Regions from separate parts of the Mus musculus genome. Here all the other regions are linked to region 4. The links are chromatin contacts, called in public HiCAR-type and promoter capture Hi-C maps. All regions are on one chromosome and are shown on one strand. Each heading gives the region's core, a stretch centred on a gene start, on an enhancer-like site or on the middle of the called end of the contact. The rest is flanking DNA. Distances are from core to core; before and after follow the strand shown.

Region 1 (3,053 bases), core at 536-3,035, 1.3 Mb before region 4:
GTGTTACTCCATTACTTGACATTCTGGGTGTCACTAGAATAGGTGATTATACAAGGATGCACAGGCCTTAGAACCGTTCTAGACATTTGTCCCGTGACCTCCCAGACCCATAGTCCACCTCCTCCTTAGCGTCACCTAGTATGCATTCTGTGATCTGACCATGCAGCTCGACCTTCCGTGTCCTAAGCATACCTGGCCTGGTTAAAGGTGAAGGCCCAGAAGCTGCTCCCTGGCTTTCTGGAGACCTTTCCTAGGAGACGGCTAGTATGCTCTTCTTTTGCTGTGGCCCACATGACTGACCGATGCTCCCTTATTGTTGCAGATTTTGTTGTTTACTGGAAAAAAACATTTCTAATTGTGTGCCTCAGCCTTAGTACACACCTTTAATCCCAATGAAGGTAAACTTAGTTAGAAAGAAGCACCCATGTTTGAAAGTGATTTCCAGTGACTCAGGGAGATTTGACAGAATAGGATATGCCTATCTCTCATGAGAACAGAGAGGAAAGAAGTGACTTAGGGGAAAGAATAGGAGAGGGCAGTTTACTGGGACCATTGTACAGAGACAGGTTGCAGAGAAAGAACAAACTAGCCAGGTGAAGACAGAACGAGCCAGAAAATGAGCCAGAGATTAGAACATAATACCAAAGGTCGTATGAGGCCAAGCAGAGCAATTCGGGGGAAGCTGGAAGAAGCCAATTTGAATCATTCAGTGTGGAGGAGTCTGAGCCAGAATAGCTGAGTTGACCACCCAGCTAGATAGAGTTCAGAAGAGCATTAAAGGGTGAGCTTATTCAGCAATAGGTCTCAGAGGTTGAAAACATTCTAGGCCAAGATAAGATTGTATGGAGGCTAGAAGCTTCCAGGACAAGGCCTGGGTTAGCAGACAGAGGCGGTAAGCTTCAGAAATGACAATTACATCAGGCAAATAAAGGATACGTTTCCACTTTATTGTGCAGCTCCCCTTGGGACCATCCATTCATCCCGAGTATGATCTTGTTCTGAGGAATCTGTCCCAACTGTGTCCTCTAAAGCCAGGCCATGACCTCAGGGCTCATACCAAGAGCCTCACAAGCTGTGGCAGGTACTCAACGTGTTCAGGATGAAGACATAAAAATGAGGCTGTCTTGGTCTATTTGGGATGCTAGAGAGTTCCAGGATGGGTATTTTTTCAGACTAGGGATGAAACCCAAGACCATCATGTTAAGCAAGTGATCTGTCATTAAGATGTAGCTCAGTTTCTGTTCATTTTGAGGCGCAGCCTCAGTAAATTGCCCAGTAAAGCTTCACCTGCAGAGAACACAGATCGCTCTGGTTTAGGGATGCTTTGGCTTTCATGTCACATACGCATATTCTGTCACCCAGAGCATGGAAGAGTGAATCCATGTTTCTTTGGTGACTTTATCTGTCCCTCTGTTCCGTGAAGGTTTGCCATTATTTAACTTAGTTTCAACAGTGACCCGGGACCTTTGGAGTTAGCATTCTTGGCTTTCCAGAAAGCAAGGGGCCGGCCCCTCCTGGTGTCACTAAGGTTTTGTAGTGTCCCCTTCCACCGAGATTCCTTCACACGAGAGTTATCAGGTGGGATAGCACAGCCGCCTTTTTGAGGAGCTATTGCGCAGGCGCACGTGGCACTAGGATGAAGGATGCGCCAGAGAAGCCCTGAACGCCCTTTAGAAAGAGGATCTTGATTGATAAGGCCCTCGGATACGCAGTGCGCAGGCGCACGGGCACGTTAGCGAGAGCGCAGGCGCGCGCGGGGGCGCGAGAGTGACGTCACGGCGTGCGTCCGGAGTGCTGCGGGAAGTCCGACTAGAGACCGCGGGTACTGAAGGCTGTGCAGTGGCTCCAGCGCCATGTTCGGCTCCAATCGCGGTGGCGTGCGTGGCGGACAAGACCAGTTCAATTGGGAGGACGTGAAGACTGACAAGCAGAGGGAGAACTACTTGGGCAACTCGCTGATGGCGCCAGTAGGCCGCTGGCAGAAGGGCCGCGACCTCACCTGGTACGCGAAGGACCGCGCGCCGTGTACCGGCCCGAGCCGTGAGGAAGAGCTGGCAGCCGTGCGCGAGGCGGAGCGTGAGGCGCTGCTGGCCGCACTGTAAGTGCCTGGTCTGCGGGGCGACCGCAAGCCCCGAGGGCGGGATCTGGGTGGCCCTGGGGCGGGGCTGGATGTGGGCGGGGCACAGGAAAGAAGGGGACCGAGGGGCCAGACCCTTGATGAGCATTCCTGACCTTTGCTCGCAGTGGTTACAAGAACGTGAGGAAACAGCCCACCGGCCTGAGCAAGGAGGTGAGTCTGAGATATGGGTTCGAGGTCCGCGGGGTGGTTGGGGGGGGGTGGGGGGGTCCGTCTGTCTCGGCCTAGAACCTCCTATCTTACCCTGCTTTCGCAGGACTTCGTGGAGATCTGCAAACGGGAAGGAGGAGACCCCGAGGAGAAGGGCGTGGACCGGCTCCTGGGCTTGGGCAGCGCCAGGTTAGGCTAGTTGGGGAGTCCAGGGTAGGCCTGGGCGGTGATTGAGAACTGTCCTCAAATGCTCTGTCCCCTGCAGTGGCTCCGCGGGCCGTGTGGCGCTATCCCGAGAAGACAAAGAGGCTGCCAAACTTGGGCTGTCAGTGTTCACGGTAAACCCTGTCAAGCCCAATGCACAGGATCCTGGGGTTTAGAGGTGTCTGAGATGTGGGGCAGGATTCCCTGGGTGTTCCTCACCACGGCTACTCATGTCATACAGCACCACCGTGTGGACAGCGAAGGCCCAAGCACTGCCCCAACTGCTCCCAGGAAGAAGCCTCGCGCTGAGGACAAGGTCGAACCGGAGTAAGTTGAGTCTGCCTCCCTGTGCATAAAGGGGCAGACTGCCTTAGCTCTCTTAGTTTGACTGAAGTAGGCGGACCTCCATCTCTGGGCTGGAGTCTCAGTAGCTGCCATAGGTGACCCAGCAGGGTGACGCTCAGGACCATGATACTGGCCAGTTTGGTGGGAGGTGCTTGTGGGGTGGGCGGCACACAACTTTCTTTAATCCCAGCATTTGGTAGACAGCAGGCTGATCTCT
Region 2 (3,104 bases), core at 330-2,829, 1.3 Mb after region 4:
ATAAACAACACAATACATAGCAATGTCCTACAGCACTAGTCATTAAAAGTTGTAAATACAAAGACCATATAGGATCAGTTGAAAAAAGTTTACAGTCACATAGGAGTTATGGATAAATAAACTTGGGAAGTGATAGAGTTTAATGAAGTTATCCTGGCTGGATTACACTGCTCTTATTTTTTTTCCTTGACTTTTAAGTTATTTCATAATGAATAAGACATAGACGACAGTACCTTTTTAATAGGCACTCTTGAAACAAACAGAATAACCAAAGCTTTTTTTTTTTTTTTTAATTACTTCCAGTCTCAATGTGCCTTCTCAAATTCTTTAGATTCTATAACCTCGTGTGACCTATTTGCGAAACAGTGGCTTGGAAAAAACAAAGAAACAACAAAAAAAAAAACCCAAACAACTGAGGTTTGAACTTGCATCTACGTTGTATTATTAGGTTAGGGTCCAACTACCTTTGTCACTTATTTCCTCTAACTCAAAAAGGGGAGGGATACTACAAAGCTCCCCCAGACACAGAGGAACGTGATAGTCTGAGAAAGCTTCAGACTAACGGGAAACGCGCCCGTTTTCCGCTGGGTGTGCAATTATCCACGGTAAAGGTGACAAGCTCCGGAAAGCCCGGGGCAGGGAGAAGGGACAAAGGTCCACCGACCCATAGTATGGACAAGCACATTACACTGTGCAAACACTGGAGTCCTAGTCGCTTCGGGACCAGTGGCTTCTCTGAGCAGCAAGTCCCCGGGCGCACCTCGGTTACCCAGCACACTGTCAGGGAAGAACATCAGTGGCTCTGCGCCCGTCGGTAGGTGGAGCTCAGCCTAGCGGCTCTGGCCTCCAAAACAAACCCTGCGACAGTGACAGCAAGCACAAAGGCAGGCAGGCCCGGGGAGCCCTGCCCAGCGGCCAGGACCGGGGCGCTGGCTCCCCAGTTTCGCACCAGACAACGGGCCGGCGGCGCTCACCTGGCGGTGCCGCCCCCGGAAGACCACAGCGAAGGCCCCGTGTCCCACGAGGTCCCGCTTGCAGTACTCGAAGTCGCCCACCACCTCCATGGCCGCGCCCCCGGGACATAGAGCGCTAGGGTGGGCAGGCGTGGCGGAGAACCGGGATCAGCACCGCGGGCCCGAGGGCCCCAAGCACGCCCGCGGGCGGCGGGACAGGGGCAGCCACGGCCCCGGGCCCGGATGGACACTCATGCCGAGAGGCCGGAGCGGAAACGGGACGGGCCGCCGCGCGGAGCCGGGGTCAGCGAGGCCTGGGCCCGGTCGCTTCTCATGGCCCGGGCCGCCGTCGGCCGCGGGGCTCTAGCCAAGCGGCCTGGGCACTGCCCGGCCGAGGGCACCGCCGCCGTCACTGGGCGTACCCGGAGCTACCCGCGCGCCTGACAGCGGTGCAGGGCCGGGGCCGCGCCATCCCCGCAGGTGCGGCTGCCTCCGCTTGTTGCGCCCGCGGCGCTGCTGTGTAGCGGCCGCCGCCCTGGAACCCGCACAGCCGCGGTGGCGGCTTCTGCCTGCTTCGCGGGAGCGCCCAACGCACGCGCGCGCGCCGGCCGCTCCGCGCCGACTACCGGCCCTGTGCGACGTCAGCGCGTCTTGTAGGACGATGCGCCCCAGTCCTGCTCCCTCCGCCGAGAAAAGGAGTGCGCACCCCGGGACGCGGCGCCAGGCACCGGGGCGAGTCTGCAGTCACTGGAGCGAGTTGGCGAGCAGGGGTGTGGGGAGGAGGCCGCGGCTGCTTAGGAACGGGCGGCGGGCTCGGCTCCGCTCGGCTCGGCGCCCGCGGCTAGCTAGAGCCCGCCACGCCCTGACCTGAAGCCACCCTCTAAGAGGCGGATCTTGAACTCCGGCCCCGGGAGTCGCTGAGGCGGTGCAGACACTGGAGACAAAAACTCCGGGAGCTGCCTTTCAAATCCAGACCGCAAACTGCTAGACAACCCACCTAAGGGATAGGGTCTGACTGGAACCTGCGCCTTCTGGGGGTCTCTAGACTTCTGAGGGAGGCTCAGAACCTCCTTTCTAAGGAGGCGCTTCATCACACCAGTCAACTACCAGTTTGCCTCGGGCTTTTTTTTTTCCTCGGATTGTTTAGGTGAAAAATGATAGTCAACTTTTGCTCAAGAAAGCATTACAAAGCCATGGTAAACAATATGTGTGACCCCATACCTAAGTGTGTGTTCAGGTTTGGGGATGTTGCTGTCAATTTCATCGCCTGCCCCTGAAACAACTCCTCTCACCTCTCTCACTTCTCTCACCTCTCCCTCTCTGTCTCTGTCTCTCTCTCCTCTCTTCTTCCTCCTCCTCCCCTCCCCCCTCTGATTTTACTTTTATGTGTATGGGTGTTTTGCCTGCATATATGTGCACCACGAGTGCACCTAGTGCCTGCAGAGGCCAGACCAGGGTGTCGATCTGAAACTGCAATTACAGATAGCTATGAGCCACAATGTAGGTACTAGGAATCAAACCTGAGTCCTCTGGAAGACTAGCCAGTGCTCTTAACCACTGAGCCGTATCTCCAGCCAGCCCTCTGGAACTCATCTTGACAAACAGGTAGAAGCCCTAAAAACCTTCAGCTTTGAGACAGGTCAGGAATCTGAAAGCAATGTCTCTAGTCCATTTTCTTTTCCTAAAAAAAGAATACCACAGACTCAGTAAGTCCATTTTCCATTGCTAGAACAAAATGCCCCAGGCTTGGCACCTTATAAAGAAATGAGATTTATGCAGCTCACAGTTTTGGAGGCTGACACCCCAAACAGCAAAGCACCAGCTCTGACAAGGAGCTCATGAAAAAAGGCTTCACAAGGGACTATGGGACAGAAAGAGATCACAGGGCAAAGAAACCAGAGACTGAGAAGGGACCAGTGTTACGACTGTATAACAACTCACTTTTGAAAGAACCCGTATCACAGTCTCTCAATTCAACTTACTTCTTGCCACACGGAGGACCAAGCATCCACCACAGGAAACTTTGAGGAACACATTCAAACCATCCAAACCATAGCAGTAAAGTAAAAATTGTTTTCTTAAGCACAGAAAAATCTTGTCTTGAAATACCAAACAAACAAACAAACAAACAAACACCAAACACTAGAAAAC
Region 3 (3,176 bases), core at 514-3,013, 1.6 Mb before region 4:
ACCAAGCTGGAAAGCAGAAGGTGGCACAGCTACTGTAGGAAGTTCAAGCAGAGATAGCCTCCCCTCAAATGCCAAATGTCAAATGCCTGAGTCCAGATGAGAGGGGCTCCCTTTGACAACTTGGTAAAAAAATAAAATGTACGTAGTATTCCCTGCTGGTGACTATAGGATTCTCAATATGTCTCGTAACAACTCAAATAATTATCACGAATCCTCTTTTCATAAATAAAAGCCAAACCAAGGAAAGTGGTGATCTTTCCACAGGTAAAATTCCCTGCCCAAACGTTCTCCATAAAAATGACATTCTCCCCAGTGTAGGGGAATGCCAGGGCCAGGAAGCAGGCAGGAGTGGGTGGGTTGGTGAGCAGGGGAAGGAGGAGGAAATAGGGTGTTTTCGGAGGGGAAACCAGAAAGGGAGATAGGATTTGAAATGTAAATAAAGAAAATATCTAATAAAAAAATTTTTAATGACGTTCTCCAAATAAATGCTGAGTGTGGATTATTCTTTTACTAATGCTTCACAGAAAATTATGCAGCTTTAGGGGAACAACTCTTGCTCAAAACAACGGAACTCTTTCCCACCTCCCATCCCCTAACCACTGAAACTGCTTGCTGGCAGCTCAGGCTAATTACATCCTAGCTCCTGCACACAGGCTTTGCGGTGTGCCGCCCCTCCCCCCGCCCCGTTTCCAGCATACTGCTAGTGCAGGGTTTATTGACATGATATAATGTCAGAATAGTTTTCAGGGGCTAAAGACGCCTCTCTATTCCAGAAAAGGATGGAAAGGGTGCTAAAGGGAACACAGATTCAGAGGCCACCAAGGGGGCCCACATCCAGAATACCACCTCACTGTGACCTCGCCCACCGAAACTTCAGGCTTGGGGAGAGGACTCACGCCCCTTGCCTGCTCCTGCAGCTGTCGTTCACACTCTACGCTTAGGAAGGGCAAAGCAGCCATACCCCCACATTTCTCGCTCAAAAATCGGACTTGGCCGCACCCAGTGTCAGGGAACGCCTCGGGCGCGTGGCAATCGTCAGTGGCCCGCACTGTGTTCAAGACCCTTTTAACGACTGTATGGGTGGCTCTGAAAAGAGCCTTTGAATTGAGGGCACCCTCGCCGCGCCTCACTTGGAGCTGGTGTATTTGGTGACTGCCTTGGTGCCCTCGGACACAGCATGCTTGGCCAGCTCCCCGGGCAGCAGCAGGCGCACGGCTGTCTGCACCTCGCGGGACGTGATGGTCGAGCGCTTGTTGTAATGCGCCAGGCGGGAGGCCTCGCTGGCGATGCGCTCGAAGATGTCATTGACGAACGAGTTCATGATGCCCATGGCCTTAGACGAGATGCCGGTGTCCGGATGCACCTGCTTCAGCACCTTGTACACGTAGATGGAGTAGCTCTCCTTGCGGCCCCGTTTGCGTTTCTTGCCATCCTTTTTCTGCGCCTTGGTGACCGCCTTTTTGGAGCCTTTCTTGGGGGCTGGAGCTGATTTGGATGGATCAGGCATAATGTCTAGTTGTACTACGGAAACGCGGACGCCCCTGTAGCAAGAATATTTGTATGCCTTGCATTCAAATGAAGGATCAGGCATCACTCCCTTTGATTGAATACAATTTTACATTACGTCATCGCGGGGTAAGGCATATGCAAATTAGGAAGGCTCCGCGTTCTTTTCTGATTGGTTCTTGTTGGCATCCAATAGGAAGGTGCAGTCTAGCCTCCCTCCTGATCATATATAAGAGCTTGCTGGCGCTTACGAATTCGTTTTCGCTAGGTTTCTTTTCTGTTTTTGCGTACTTTTGGTTATCAGTGGAAGATGTCTGGTCGTGGCAAGCAGGGCGGCAAAGCTCGTGCAAAAGCGAAGTCTCGTTCTTCCCGTGCCGGCCTGCAGTTTCCAGTGGGCCGTGTGCACCGCCTTCTCCGTAAGGGTAATTATTCGGAGCGGGTCGGCGCTGGTGCCCCGGTGTACCTGGCGGCTGTGCTAGAATATCTGACTGCTGAGATCCTGGAATTGGCTGGTAATGCGGCCCGCGACAATAAGAAGACGCGAATCATCCCGCGCCACCTGCAGTTGGCCATCCGCAACGACGAGGAGCTCAACAAGCTGCTGGGCCGCGTGACCATCGCGCAGGGCGGCGTCCTGCCCAACATCCAGGCCGTGCTACTGCCCAAGAAGACCGAGAGCCACCACAAGGCCAAGGGCAAGTGAGGCCCCTACCGGTCGTTAGTGCGACTTTTACAGACACCAAAGGCTCTTTTCAGAGCCACCCACAACCTCATTAGAAAGCGCTGTACACTGAGCCTGTCGCCAGTTACTGGCCAGGCCAGTTCTCCTGACTCCTTCCGTGCATTCCTGCATCCCTGTGCGGCGCTTGGGGAGCTCAAGGGAGACCAACGGCTTCATCTGCGGGTGGCCTGCGGGCCGTTGGAGGCGTTCGAGTTTCTCCCCACCACTCCGTGTCAGACACAAGGTTGCAGTTAACGTTCGTGTTTGGACATTAAGGGGATACTTAATAATAGAAATTAGTATAAGGTTCTGGTTTAGATGCTAGTGTTTCTATTGAAACTGGGTTAAATTGACATGTTCAAGTCTTCCAGTTAGGACGGGGTTTTCAAAGGTTTCTGAGGGGAGACTTGGTATTTCAAATCTACTTGTTTATATAAATGTTCTGTTACAAGGCGATTTACAACTTTGGAGTTTTGCTGGTTTCCTTTGTGGGGGTGGGGAGCCGGTCTCTAGGCTGCTTCAGCCTGCTTAGTGGTAGGATTACAGATGAGCATGGTGGTCCTGCAGGCCTTTGGAACTGGTTAATCGGATCCACTTAAGTAGCTTAACCTTGGGGAGCAAAGTGATTTGTCAGGTTCTGGTTAAACTAGGTGTGAGAGTACAGCAGTGTCCTTTGTCATAAAGTTTAAAGCAGCATCATACTAAGGACATGCTTTTATAGATGATTGTGACTTCTTTAAGCAGCATGACGAATGGTTGAGTTACAGGTAAATCAGGAGCGTGGTTGGGAAAGGGAGAGGAGGGGGTTAAATGAGTTACCTTTAAATCGTTTTAAATGGCACAGAATTGGGCCTCTTCCCTGTTAACTGCTGTACACTATTTAAAATTTAACAATACAGGCCACGAAGACAGTTATATAATGTTTATTATATAATTTATATAGACTGTA
Region 4 (3,009 bases), core at 426-2,925:
TGAGGCAGTCTATGTAGCCCTGGCTGGCCCTGAACTCCTGAGGTACATACACACACACACACAAAACTTAGTGCTGGGTTTAAAGGTGTGCACCGTACCCAAAGAGGGTCATTTTTGCCTGGGTGAGCAGAGCTGGGGACCTTAGCTATTAGGTGCATCTGGGTGCAGTGGTAAAGAGCTCCCGCCATGAAAGGCAGATCAGAGGCTTAGAGAGCTGGGCTCCTGAAAAGCTTCAATCTGCCCAGGCAAACTGCTCAGGTAAGAGACCCACCAGGTGTTCACACAGTACAGACCGGGCTCAAGTCCAGTTCAGCTGGCTTTGCCCTTCAGTCCATCTTCTACCTGCAGCTGCCCTTCCACCCTCTCTCTGTCACCTGGGCCCAAGGGGCTGCCCCGGGAATCCCCAGACCCATTTCCCTTTTGTCTGCCTGCTGTTTGGGAGAGAGGGTGGCCTGGATTCCCTAATTTCTTGGCTTTCCACTCCACAAACTTTTCCAAGTTACCACACAGTCCCCACTTTCCAACAGAGACTGCTGCCACCCTCAGTTTTCAGATTAGAAGACTGAGGTCTGGATGCTGTATCAGCAATCCTTCTGCTGCGTCATTCCATCCTCACAACCACCGTTCGAGGTAAGTACTGGTTCCTGGTTTTACACACCAGACTCTGGGATGCCTGGAAGACAAGGGGTGAGCTGTGTGACAGACACTGTAGATGGACAGGCATTACAGATGACAGACAGCATGGACAGCCAGGAGGGGCGGCGATATATGAAAATCTGACGGAGTATCAAAGACTGGAAAAGGGACTGGGAACCAGAAAAGGAAGCTGGAATTCATCTTGGGGAGGTTCAGAGCAGAACCTCTTTGCTATTCCTATTTGCTGGAGTGCCCAGGGACCTCCAGCACGGCTAAACCTTTGTTCAGGCTTTCTCCTCCGCTTCAGGATTTTTTATTGTTTGGGTTTGTTGTAGTTGTTTTGAGACAGAGGCTCGCTGTGTAGCCTAGGTTGGCATCCAATTTGTGAGCTATCCTCCAACCAGTCTCCAGAGTGCTGAGACGCATTTACCATCCCACTGTGCAATTTATTTATTTTCTGTCTGAAGAATATTTCCAATTTGGACCGATCCGTGGTAAATCTGCGCCCTTCAGACAGGAAAGCCTTTTTGTCGCCCCCTATAACAACGCCCAACCCCAGTAGGAACGTGACGTGCCCGTGCGCGTGCCCGCGGCTGCGCGACCCGTGGGCAGTCCCGGGACGTGACTTGTGGAACGTCCGCTTCGGGAAGCGATGGCGGCGGGAATGGGGTGTGGGTGCCCGGACCGCGCGCCTCCAGCTTTTGTTGTCCTGGCTTGCTCCACAGTTTGGGCCTGATGCTCTCCTGCCCGTAATTTTAACTTTCCACTGTTTCCGAAGCTTCACCGGAGTCCTGAGGGCTTTTCGTCGCCGAGAACTCCATTCAGGCACTTACTTAGCCACCCATTCACTCTTCAGGGGTCCTCGAGCTTCTGCCCGAAGCTAATTAAGTGATGGACGCAGTAGCCAAGGAGACTAGTTGATTGACAAGCATGATTTACCAACCGACTCTGGAAACTCCAGTCCGTGTTTGCCCAACGCGTGGCCGGCAGTCCAATTAAGAAAGTGGAAGCTCCAAAGGGGGCGGTCACGGGGCGGACTGGGTTGTGGCGATTCCCGAGGATTTGTGCGCTGGAAGCTGAGGCGTCTGCGGGCATCCGCACGATGCCGTGACGCGGCAGCGCTGTCCAGTGGACACCGCGAGCACACTCCGGCGGGTGGAGTCCCTCGGCCCCGGAGGCGGCTTGGCGTGCAGGCAAATTGTTGTTTTCGGGAGCTGTTCTCGAAGCTTTCCGCGGGTGGGGGGAGGGGCGGCGGCCGACGAGCGGGCCTCGTCTGCGCATGCGCCGGCCTCTCCGCCGACTGGGCGGCACGCACGCGCATGCTCAAAGTACGTGGAGTCTCGTGGCCGCCGGCAGTGCGCACGCGCGTCGAGAAGCCCGCTAAGGAGCGGCGCTGTCGGAGGTCGGGCGGGCTGGCGGTGACGTCGTGAGGAGAGCTTTAAAGTGCGGGCCGGGCCGGGCGTCTGAGGGTCCGACCGGGAGTCTGGCGGAGTCTTGGCCGAAGCCCTCCGCGGCATGAGGCGCTGCCGGCGCCTTTTTCCCTCAGGACGCGGAGAAGGTGGAGGAGGAGGAAGCCCCGCTGTAGCTGGTGCTGCATGACCGACCGCGGCTGAGGTTCGACCCCTTCCCGGCCCCTCTACGCCTACCCCTTTGGTCCCTTGAGCCACGCATGGGGGCCTGGCACTGAGGACCCTCGCTTCCCTTTCGGGTCCCTTTCGGGTCCCCTGAGAGCCATGCCGGACCGCCGCGGAGGACCCTAGAGTTGAGTTGGCGGGGGCCATGGCGGCCGCCAGCGGCTACACCGACCTGCGGGAGAAGCTCAAGTCCATGACGTCCCGGGACAACTACAAGGCGGGCAGTCGGGAGGCCGCCGCCGCTGCGGCCGCCGCCGTGGCTGCCGCTGCCGCTGCCGCGGCCGCCGCTGAGCCTTACCCGGCGTCCGGGACCACCAAGCGGAAATACCAGGAGGACTCGGACCCCGAGCGCAGCGACTACGAGGAGCATCAGTTGCAGAAGGAGGAAGAGGCGCGCAAGGTGAAGAGCGGCATCCGGCAGATCCGGCTCTTCAGTCAGGATGAGTGCTCCAAGATCGAGGCCCGCATCGATGAGGTGGTGTCCCGCGCCGAGAAGGGCCTGTACAACGAGCACACGGTGGACCGGGCCCCCCTGCGCAACAAGTACTTCTTCGGCGAGGGCTACACGTACGGGGCCCAGCTGCAGAAGCGCGGGCCGGGCCAGGAGCGCCTCTACCCGCCGGGCGACGTCGACGAGATCCCGGACTGGGTGCATCAGCTGGTGATCCAGAAGCTGGTGGAGCACCGCGTCATCCCCGAGGGCTTCGTCAACAGCGCGGTCATCAACGACTACCAGCCC
Region 5 (2,958 bases), core at 210-2,709, 1.3 Mb before region 4:
ATTTCTGCTAGTGCTGCTAAAAGTTCAAAAGTGAGGACACTATAGTCACCTATGTCAGGCACTGTGGATACTGGCTAAGACAGAGGAGAGACACGAGGCCAGCACACAAAGCACCATGGCACCTCACTAGTCTTCTGACAGACACGGCAGAAACCACCAGAATCAGCCTGCAGGAAAAACTGCTGACCACTAGTTGTGAAACAAGAACTACAACAGAAGACTCCAACATGGGTTGTGGCATCAACTACTGGGCTCTCCAATGACTTCTGGGACCAAGAGCAGCTGACCCTTCCTTTCCTGACAAAGCAGCCAGTTGCTGTTTGAATGGGAGAATTCCTTCTTGATGTGAACAGAATCCCTAGCATTTTGCATTTGTTCTATGTAGCTAGACCATACAACATATGTAGCTACCTACACTACAAACTGACATGGCACGACCACCCTAAATGGACAGCCAGAATTGTGTACTGGACCTGGTCTCTGTACCTGCGGACTGCTCAGAGGCCGGGAACGGGTTATTCCATGGGCAGGTTAAAGATTCTCCAATTCAGAATGGCCTTTCTAATCCACCCAAAAGTGCATAAAGGAGCCGGTCAAGAGGCGAAACAAGGCTCAAACCCCTCCGGGGGCCATCGGCACCCCAATGCAGATCTCACCGACGATATTCGGGGCCCAAATCACGGCTAATTGGGGATCACAGTGGGTATTCTGGTATCCCCCGAGATCCGCAAATGCGCGTGTTAAATCCCAGCACCTGGATCCGCAGTTCGGAGCCCCTGTCCGACACCTGTCCCTTTCCCTTCCCCCTTCCTACAACTTCGGTCCTCCAGGCCGACAGGAACCGGACTCGAGAGACAGAAGAGGAAGACCTCGCCACCCGAGTGACCTTGACGTCGTCTCGGGGCCACCCGAGCCTCAGTTTCCCCAAGCCCGCGGTTCATGCCGTATCTGAAGCGGCCGGCTAGCCTTTAAGAAGGAAAACCCCGTGACCCCCCGAACCCTGCTCCCCGCTCCCAGGCTCTCGGGCCGTGGAGCCTAGGAGAGGCGCAGAGAGGAACAGCAGGAAACCTGGCTTCCTGGAGAAGAGCCGGCGTCCTGGCCGGACTTCCGGGCTGCGGCCCGCGGCGGGCGGCCAGGCAGGCGTAAGGGCCGCGGAGTGGGGGAGGGCCAAGCGGCCGTGGGCGACGCGGGACTCCGGGGCGTCCCGATCCTCTGTCCGGCCTGCCGCCGAGCTCACTGAGCATAGACCTCAGGCCGCCCGACCGGACTCGGTCCTTAGCAGCCGCAGCTGAGCGCCCCCTTGACTCCCACGATGACCAGCCCGCGGCCTCCCCAGTTTCGGCCTCAGCGCGCCCCGCGTCTCACCTCCGCGGCGGCTGCTCCCAGCCAGGCGTTGGTTTCGCTCCCACAAGATGGCGGCGCTGACGGCAGCCACGTCAGCGCCTGCCGCGGGGCACGCCGGGGGAAGAGGGCGGGCACGCAGAGGGCCCCGCCCCCACACGGATGGCGCTTGCGCGTCTGCACTTTGTAGCCTTCACGGGGCGGAGCCGAGGTCGCTCTGTTTCCGGATCGGGTCCCGGGCTAGCACTCTGGCTCCCGGCACTAGAACGAGCAAGGGTGTGGTGTATGGAGTTCCGTGTCCGCCGGCGCGTGCGCACGCGCGCCTTCCTGCGGAATTCCAGCCCATTCCGCGGATGCGGGGGTTGAGGCCAGTAAGCGTTCTAGAGCGCCAAGGTCAGAGTGGGAAGGTCGTGTCAGCCCTAGGAGGTGTAATGTCCTTCTCACAGTACCCCAGGGTCTCTGATATTCCAGCTGGGCCCTGGAATTGAAGAGAATGATGTGACCGACAGATGGCCAAAGTGGGAAGAGGCGCAGGCCAAATGTCAGACAAGCACCATGTCTCCACACTGGTCTTGGACCTGTGTGCACGCTCAGAGCTGACTGAGAGGACCAGACACCTGCATGGGCATAGCACTGCCTGAGAGGCAGTGATGGGGTGGCCTCCTTCAGGGTGCAGGTGAGGAGGAATCCGTTAACTCTCCCCATCGATGCAGGAATCAGGCCCAGGCTCTGTCCTCCCTATCCAGTTCTTCCACCCCGTGTGCTGTTGGGAGAAGTCCCACAGGTAGGAGATGTTGAGGGCCCTGGGAGATTCTTTTGAGCCTGGAGCCCTATCTATTGAGTTAGCAGGAGACAGTTCTGTTACCAGGGCCTGCTTCAGCCACTGTTGTGTCCAGGCACAGGGTACAGGGCATCCTCACTGTGTTTGGGGGTTGAGACCTCCAGAGCTTTCTCCCCAGAGTTGTGGGTGCTGAGCCTGGCAGGATTCGATGCAATAGTCACCTTCTTGACCCTAACACATCCCTTTCCATCGCTCAGGGCTCCATTTTCAAATGCTGCTTCTGTAAACGTCTATGGGGGTGCTTGCCTGTTCTCTCTCACCCTCAACACACAGCAAGTGTTTATACAAAGCCTTGGGTGTCGCTGCCTGCCACCAACCCTGGAGAAATGGCAGGACATCTCCTGAGACCTGTGATTCCAGCCATGCCAGAAGCCTGTCTTAGCCTCATGGATAAGTCGACAAAGAGATGGGGTGTCCAGAAAACCGCAGGCTAATAGTCAAGAACCAAACTCCCTTTCTGTACCTAAAAAGGCTAAAATTATGAAAAAATGGAGACAGGGTGGTAGTCATTCTGTTTATTGTAATGTGACCACTGTACATTGTAGTCCCGCTCAAAACATCACTCTGTACCCCGTAAATAATTATTTGTGTCAGTTAAAATTTTAAACAGCCTTTGTAGATATTTAATATCCACATGTGTAATGGATGATACATTTGAAGTGGATACCTACCTAGGCAGGCTCTTCCTACCTCCCCAGGTCAGCTGAAGCCACAGTGAAATTTTCATATTGCACATGAACTTTGAATGTTAAATTGTATATTCACTTAAATATATA
Region 6 (2,924 bases), core at 63-2,562, 1.2 Mb after region 4:
CACCTGGGGAAGCAGTTTTAATAGGAAAACAGGTTTGACATTACTTCCCAGACTTTAACGAAGTCATACGAGGTAACCTCTTCCTCATAACAGTGGCCCCTGAAGGACAGAGTGGGGTAGCAGTCTGATATGCAATACAGTTCCCTGCATACAACAATAGGTTGCGACTCTCAGTCATACAGAGCATGACTTGGCAACCTGATGAACTACAGGCAATAGAATCAAATACCCAGATTTTGAAATGTCTATTGCAAACATACCTTATCAGAAAAAAAGATACATACTAAATGCCAAAGAAAGAGCACAGAACTATGTTTTGGTGTTGTCAATTCTTGGAGCTTATCCCAAGTATAGAGCTATATTGTCAATGATAGAAAGTACAATTTAAAAACAAAACAAAACAAACAAACAAACAAACAAACAAAAAACCCCCAACAACTTTGTAGCCCTGTTTGCCAGGAACTCGCTCTGTGGACCATGAGCCCTCAAGATCCTTTCACCAGTCTCTGAGATTAAGGGGTGTGCCATCAAGCCCCACAAACTGCAAGATTATTTAAGAACAGAAACACTGGTTCTATGTTAAACCACAGAGTAGCTAATGAATATAATGTGCATATCTCTGCAAAAATTGGATAATAATGATACAAACTACAGCAGTTAAAAGACAAGAAAGGTTTCCTATAGTGGGGCTTAGGGGCACGCACCTATTTTATTTTTATTTGTGCATTTAAATTGTTAAGCACTAGGGCATGAGATGGGTCAATGGCAGGCCGCTTGCATTGCTTCACCTTGCATTCGACTCCAGAACCGCAAGAAAAAAAAAAAAAAAGAAAAAAAAAAAACATAAAACATTAGAACTCACACTTCCTCAGGCCTCAAAGCTCGGTTCAGTATTTTCGTATCCCTCACAAAAGCTAAACACCCAAACTCTGCCAATATCGATATAAGAAAAATAAATCCTTATCAATAATGTAACAGATTGAGGAAGAGATTTTTCTGCAGAGTATCTTATGCCGCTCCTCCTACGTCTGATTGGAGCCCAATCATCCACTAAGGCTGGTGGAGCCGAACACGGGGCCCCGGGCTCGCCCCGGAGCAACAAGGGCCATGGCTCCCGCCCGGCACCGCGCGAGCTCGCGGGGCCCGCCGTCCGCCCGCCGAGGCTCCCGCCCGCCTACCTGGTCCCGACCCCAGCCCGGCCCGCCGCAGCCTCGGCTGCCGAAGGAAGAGAGCACAGAGCTCCGCACGGCGTCTTACAGCAAAATGGCGACTCTAAGCGCGAGAAAGTCTTTCGAGACTGCGAGGCCAGGGGCGGGGCCTGAGGGCAACTGACTAGAGTGGGCGAGGCCGTCGAGGGGCGTGGTCTGGAGGAAGAGGGGCGGGGCAGAAAGTGGGGTAGAAGGCAATGCATTTGATGCTGTGGGCGTGGCCGCCAGAGTGGGCGGGAGGATGTTGTGTGGGCGTGGTCAGACTCGAGGAAAGTGGGGGAGAATTAGAGTGGGCGTGGTTGGAAGTGTGGTTAAAATTCATAGGTTCTGACTGGGTTCAAGTCTTTACTGTCCTGCAAGACTGAGCAAGTCACCTCTTTGACCTGAGTTCTTCTGAAAAAGAGATGACAGCAGTACCCCCATCTCCTGGGGTTGGGAGGAGTGAGTGAGAAATCTGCGAACCTCTTGGCATGGTTCTTAGCATACAGTCGATGAGCAGTTATCATTCATAATTATTCGCTTTGTTGTCCCTTCCTTCTTTTCAGTGGTTAAGAGTATATACTGCTTTTCCAGAGAAGCTGAGTTTGGTTCCCAGAACCAATGTCAGGCAGTTCACAACTGCCTGTAATTCTAGCTCCAAGTCTCCCTGATGTCTCTGGCCTCCTCAGCCACCTGCACTCATATAAACATAAACATATACAAATAATTAAACATTCTAAAAGTTAGTTTTTTAAAAAATTGTAGCTCTGGGTGACCTGGAACTCACAGAGATCCATCTGTCTCTGCCTCCTGAGTGTTAGGATTAAAAGGGTGGCCATCATTCCTAGCAAATTGGTTGCTGTTGATATATCATTGCTGAATTCTTTATACCTTGAAATATGGTGATCCCTATTTTTTAAGGGGCTACTTGGCCCTTCCTCTCTTTCTTTTTTTTTTAAATATTTATTTATTTATTATACAGTAAATACACTGTAGCTGTCTTCAGACACTCCAGAAGAGGGAGTCAGATCTCATTACAGATGGTTATGAGCCACCATGTGGTTGCTGGGATTTGAACTCTGGACCTTTGGAAGAGCAGTCGGGTGCTCTTACCCACTGAGCCATCTCACCAGCCCCCAGTGATCCCTATTTATAACATAACAAACATATAGTGCATGCCAGGTATCAAGGCATTATTTATTATTATCTATATTTTATATTAATATATATTAACAGTAACTTTCAGAAATGGGGTAAGACTTATCTCTATTTAATTGCTGTGGGTACTCAGATGCCAGTGACAAAGCAATAGATAGGCACCACCTGCAGTGCCTTGCTCCATGTGTATACTTAAAGGCTCTCATCCACTGCACTTCCAGTTCACAAGTGAGACAAGCAGACATTTATGGGAGGATGCACAGGTGGCTAGAATTAATTATCAGAAGGCTGAGGATGGTTAGAATTCATAGGAGGGCTTGTGGGTAGCTAGAATTCATGGGAAGTATGCACGAAAACTGAAAAGAAGCTGTGTCTGGCTGACTGATGACAATTTCAGTACTGTGGGGGAGATTGGGATGTTGCAGGTTCAGAGGCTAGTTTACCTTTTCTTGGATTAATTTTGGCCCTCTGGAACAGCCATTTCTTTTTTTTTTTTTTTTTTTTTTGGTTTTTCAAGACAGGGTTTCTCTGTATAGCCCTGACTGTCCTGAAACTCACTCTGTAGACCAGGCTGGCCTC
Region 7 (2,950 bases), core at 164-2,663, 1.4 Mb before region 4:
GGCAAGGGAATGTAGGAAACACACAGACTGCGGCTTTTCACTAACAGAGGCAGCACTAGAGTTTATTATGGTGATGTGTTTCATGCCAGTATGGAATGGGAAATGAGGTCCTCTGGGATCTTTTCTGTACTGTTATCTCCTCTGTTGTAAATTTAAACATGTTGAAGATGTAGGACTCTACCACAGAGTTATGGCACCCAGCAGAAACTACCAACCTCCCGCTTTGACCTGTGAGGCCTTCTTCACCAGCACCCAAGTCACATTCCTGGAAGTTCAAGAAGGCAAAACTTCAACTTCAGACTGTGGGGACCAGAAAAACAGATGGGCTAGCCTGCACCTACCTGGTGTAAGAGTCACAACCCTAAGTCTAGACAACTCCTACAGGTTGAGACTTCAGCTAAACTGCATTCCAAAAACGGAGGCACTAGCCTGAGTAGGCAACCCCCTCCCACTCTCCATGCCTTCCTTTGGCATTGCCCAGAGTACACACGTGTGCCCAATTCCTTGTAGAAAGCCCATACTCACCCTGGTCCTTGTCTCTCCAGTCCTGCCAGCCCCTCCACAGCTGAGCCAGGTTCCCCTCCCCATTTCTAGAAATCACTTCCCAGCTGGGTCCACACTGTCCCATACAGAGCCAACTCCAGCCAGCAGGCCCTCCAAAACGGATCTTCTCCAACCTCCCCGTCCTTGGACCCTGTATCTCCCCTTTTGGCTGCCCATCCTCATATCTCCCTCTCTGCAGTCCCTAGACACAGAAGGTAGGTGGGAAGGAAGCACTTAGAGTGAACTGCTGTGGCATCCCAAAGACTTCTGTGCTGGCTACCGCGCCACACTAACACAGCAGCGGTTGTGTAGGTCCAGCTGCTGAGAGGGTCTGCTTGGTAGCAGGCAAGTGGATAATGAAGTTTCTTCAGTTTGAGTAGACTGGGCCTGGTGCCCATACTGATCCCTGGGACACACTACAACTGGCTGGGGTGGACTGGCCCATCTTAAGATGGCCTGAAGGGTCTCAGCTGCTGGGGGAGGTACTGAAAATACCCTAGGCTCTCCGGTTTGTTCCCATCTCCCTCTACCATGGGTTTAGTTACCCCAAAAGAGCCACAAAGCCAGCTGAAGCCAAGCTAAAGGACACCCTGAGGGTCCCTTAATACAGCAAGACAAGATCTGGCCAGAGACTCAGTGAGTCTTCCAGGGTGGCATCTGGCACCAGCTGTGACACACCCCACAGAGCCTGAGAGGGGATGCAGGAACCTGGGAACCTCCACCTTAGCAGTAAGGAGTACAGACCAGTCAAGGCCCAGCCAGGCTGCAGCCCCAGCAGTACCCTCCCTACCTTCTCCAGGCTGGAAATGCAAACCTTCGGCTGAGCCCCTCCACCTGCCGGCTGGATGCTGATCCTCTCTAAGGGCATACTGTGGGGCTAGGGCCACCTCTCGCCACCAAGCACAATGGGGGATGGAGGAGGGGCCCTCAAGGGCTCCATTGTTCCCCCTAGGGTCTGAATCCATGATTGTCCCTGGGGGTGGAGCAGCAGGGATCTAGACAGGCCTGCTGGTCTCCCCAGCCTCCACTTGAAGTCCAGGCAGTTCTGGCTCACCCTTCTAGAGAAACATCTGCAGTTTTGGAGGCAGCCCAGGACTTCCCAGTCTCTCTGGCTACTTCTGCCTGGGTACCTGCCTGCCCTCTTCACACCCACATCCAGTTAATACCCCCAAGTCTGCCCCAGGAGCAGCCTCACCTGGAGATGCACAAGGCAGAGCTGTGGCTGACCACCGGGTGGGGGTAGCTGGCAACAACCACTGCCCTCCCTGCTGGGATTGCTCTCTTGGGCGGAGCCAGCAGCCTGGGCTGGGAGCCCAGAGGAAGAGGGAGGACAGCAGGACCAGACACTCAGAATGTCTCATCGTGGACAGGAGGGGAGGGACATCTCCCTCAGGAATGCTGCACCCTGCTACAACCTCTAGAGCTCAAAATTTGCGATCTTTACAGAAGGCCCAGGACTCTGCCTGCCTGCAGCCCTCACAGGGCTCACCTGCCCTTCCTTGGGTTGGCTGCCTATACCCAAGGCCAAGAACACACAGCACCCACAGCTCCAGGGCCAGCATTATGACCTTAGCTCTTCCCCTGCAGCTGGGCACTTTTGTTCCTGGCAAGTGGTATCTGTCCCTCTGAGTCCCCAAATGGCTCAGAAATACCTCAAAGAGACAGCAGCACTAGGTTGTCTAGGGCTGAGACGATTCCAGCCCATACTGATTGTCCCAGTTGCCTGACTCCCAGGGGAAGAAGTGAACACGAGCAACCCTAGCCAGCATTCTGATGACTAGTGGACCCTGGATGCGGGCAGGGACAAGGGCCACTAGACACCTATGCAGAGCCCCCTTAGCAGCCTTCATCTGGGCTGACCATGGAGGGGCAGAAAGCCAGAGGCCATAAGCCCAGTATGGAGGGCTGTGACACTATAATTCAGTAATTACTTTATTAAGAGGTCAGTCCCGCTCCAGCAGAAGGAACAAGGAAAGGAACACAAATAGTCCAGGGAGATTAGATATGGGTACTCTTTGGAGTCATTCAGCCAGTGAGTCAGCCCACGGTGCAGAGCCACCTTGTGGTCAGACAAAGGGTAGCTCCTTCTACTCCACAGTGGAAGTCTACTACAAGTCCTTGGTGCCCTGGCAAAGTTTCCCCCACCTCCAGGCAAATTTAGACCACAGACATCACTCTGTGGAATGAAGCAGGCCTTCAGGCGTGGCCAGTTCCCTGTGCTTTCTTGATTTCCTGCCAAGGAAGAAGGGAAACAGAAAGTCAGGAGAGGCAGGGAACCAGGGAGGGCTAGGGCTCATATCCTCCCTGGGTTCCCAGGGACTCCGGCTTTGCACCTGTACTTGACCATTCTGGCAACTGGCAAAGCCAGGGCTGCTTACAACACAGCAGGGTGTGAGCCCCGGCAACA

What was found. Promoter capture Hi-C pulls out the DNA fragments that hold promoters and counts their contacts. HiCAR-type assays count read pairs that join an accessible place to other places. Capture Hi-C pulls out chosen DNA fragments and counts their contacts.
Region 1: a promoter capture Hi-C map of pre-B cells shows a contact between it and region 4, with 3 times the contacts expected there. The contact joins the promoter of 2310033P09Rik here to the promoter of Alkbh5 in region 4. A contact is called at or near these places in 4 of 39 promoter capture datasets (hippocampal neurons, liver, pre-B cells and 1 more), 1 of 484 Hi-C or Micro-C datasets (B cells) and 1 of 115 datasets of contacts at active chromatin or transcription factors (pancreatic cancer cells).
Region 2: a contact with region 4 is called in a promoter capture Hi-C map of liver, with 3 times the contacts expected there. The contact joins the promoter of Ulk2 here to the promoter of Alkbh5 in region 4. A contact is called at or near these places in 5 of 39 promoter capture datasets (the C10 cell line, hippocampal neurons, liver and 1 more) and 1 of 115 datasets of contacts at active chromatin or transcription factors (astrocytes).
Region 3: a promoter capture Hi-C map of liver shows a contact between it and region 4, with 2.5 times the contacts expected there. The contact joins the promoter of H2aw here to the promoter of Alkbh5 in region 4. A contact is called at or near these places in 4 of 39 promoter capture datasets (the C10 cell line, liver and pre-B cells), 1 of 115 datasets of contacts at active chromatin or transcription factors (large pre-B cells) and 2 of 9 other capture datasets (adipose tissue and liver).
Region 5: a contact with region 4 is called in a promoter capture Hi-C map of liver, with 4 times the contacts expected there. The contact joins the promoter of Arf1 here to the promoter of Alkbh5 in region 4. A contact is called at or near these places in 7 of 39 promoter capture datasets (3T3-L1-derived adipocytes, the C10 cell line, hematopoietic stem and progenitor cells and 3 more), 1 of 115 datasets of contacts at active chromatin or transcription factors (astrocytes) and 2 of 9 other capture datasets (adipose tissue and liver).
Region 6: a contact with region 4 is called in a HiCAR-type map of astrocytes, with 2.9 times the contacts expected there. The contact joins the promoter of Prpsap2 here to the promoter of Alkbh5 in region 4. A contact is called at or near these places in 3 of 39 promoter capture datasets (cranial neural crest, pre-B cells and second pharyngeal arch cranial neural crest) and 2 of 115 datasets of contacts at active chromatin or transcription factors (astrocytes and large pre-B cells).
Region 7: a promoter capture Hi-C map of liver shows a contact between it and region 4, with 6 times the contacts expected there. The contact joins the promoter of Gjc2 here to the promoter of Alkbh5 in region 4. A contact is called at or near these places in 3 of 39 promoter capture datasets (liver and pre-B cells), 1 of 484 Hi-C or Micro-C datasets (B cells), 1 of 115 datasets of contacts at active chromatin or transcription factors (pancreatic cancer cells) and 2 of 9 other capture datasets (adipose tissue and liver).

What each region holds. Positions count from the first base shown.
Region 1 is chr11:59,206,576-59,209,628 of GRCm38.p6, forward strand. 2310033P09Rik (RIKEN cDNA 2310033P09 gene) reads left to right here and starts at 1,786. Exons shown (of 7, transcript NM_024210.2): 1 at 1,786-2,098; 2 at 2,245-2,290; 3 at 2,394-2,476; 4 at 2,553-2,625; 5 at 2,733-2,818. The coding sequence starts at 1,854.
Region 2 is chr11:61,853,513-61,856,616 of GRCm38.p6, forward strand. It overlaps Ulk2 (unc-51 like kinase 2), which reads right to left and starts at 1,580. Exons shown (of 27, transcript NM_013881.4): 1 at 975-1,580. The coding sequence starts at 1,064.
Region 3 is chr11:58,952,922-58,956,097 of GRCm38.p6, forward strand. It overlaps H2aw (H2A.W histone), which reads left to right and starts at 1,764. Exons shown (of 1, transcript NM_178218.4): 1 at 1,764-2,271. The coding sequence starts at 1,817. The coding sequence ends at 2,209. It also overlaps the pseudogene H2bu1-ps and a transcript of Trim17 not described here.
Region 4 is chr11:60,536,008-60,539,016 of GRCm38.p6, forward strand. Alkbh5 (alkB homolog 5, RNA demethylase) reads left to right here and starts at 1,676. Exons shown (of 4, transcript NM_172943.4): 1 at 1,676-3,009. The coding sequence starts at 2,416.
Region 5 is chr11:59,226,808-59,229,765 of GRCm38.p6, forward strand. Arf1 (ADP-ribosylation factor 1) reads right to left here and starts at 1,460. Exons shown (of 5, transcript NM_007476.3): 1 at 1,366-1,460.
Region 6 is chr11:61,760,776-61,763,699 of GRCm38.p6, forward strand. Prpsap2 (phosphoribosyl pyrophosphate synthetase-associated protein 2) reads right to left here and starts at 1,313. Exons shown (of 12, transcript NM_144806.2): 1 at 1,179-1,313.
Region 7 is chr11:59,181,413-59,184,362 of GRCm38.p6, forward strand. It overlaps Gjc2 (gap junction protein, gamma 2), which reads right to left and starts at 1,414. Exons shown (of 2, transcript NM_175452.4): 1 at 1,334-1,414. Guk1 (guanylate kinase 1) reads right to left here. Exons shown (of 8, transcript NM_008193.3): 8 at 2,443-2,775. The coding sequence ends at 2,740.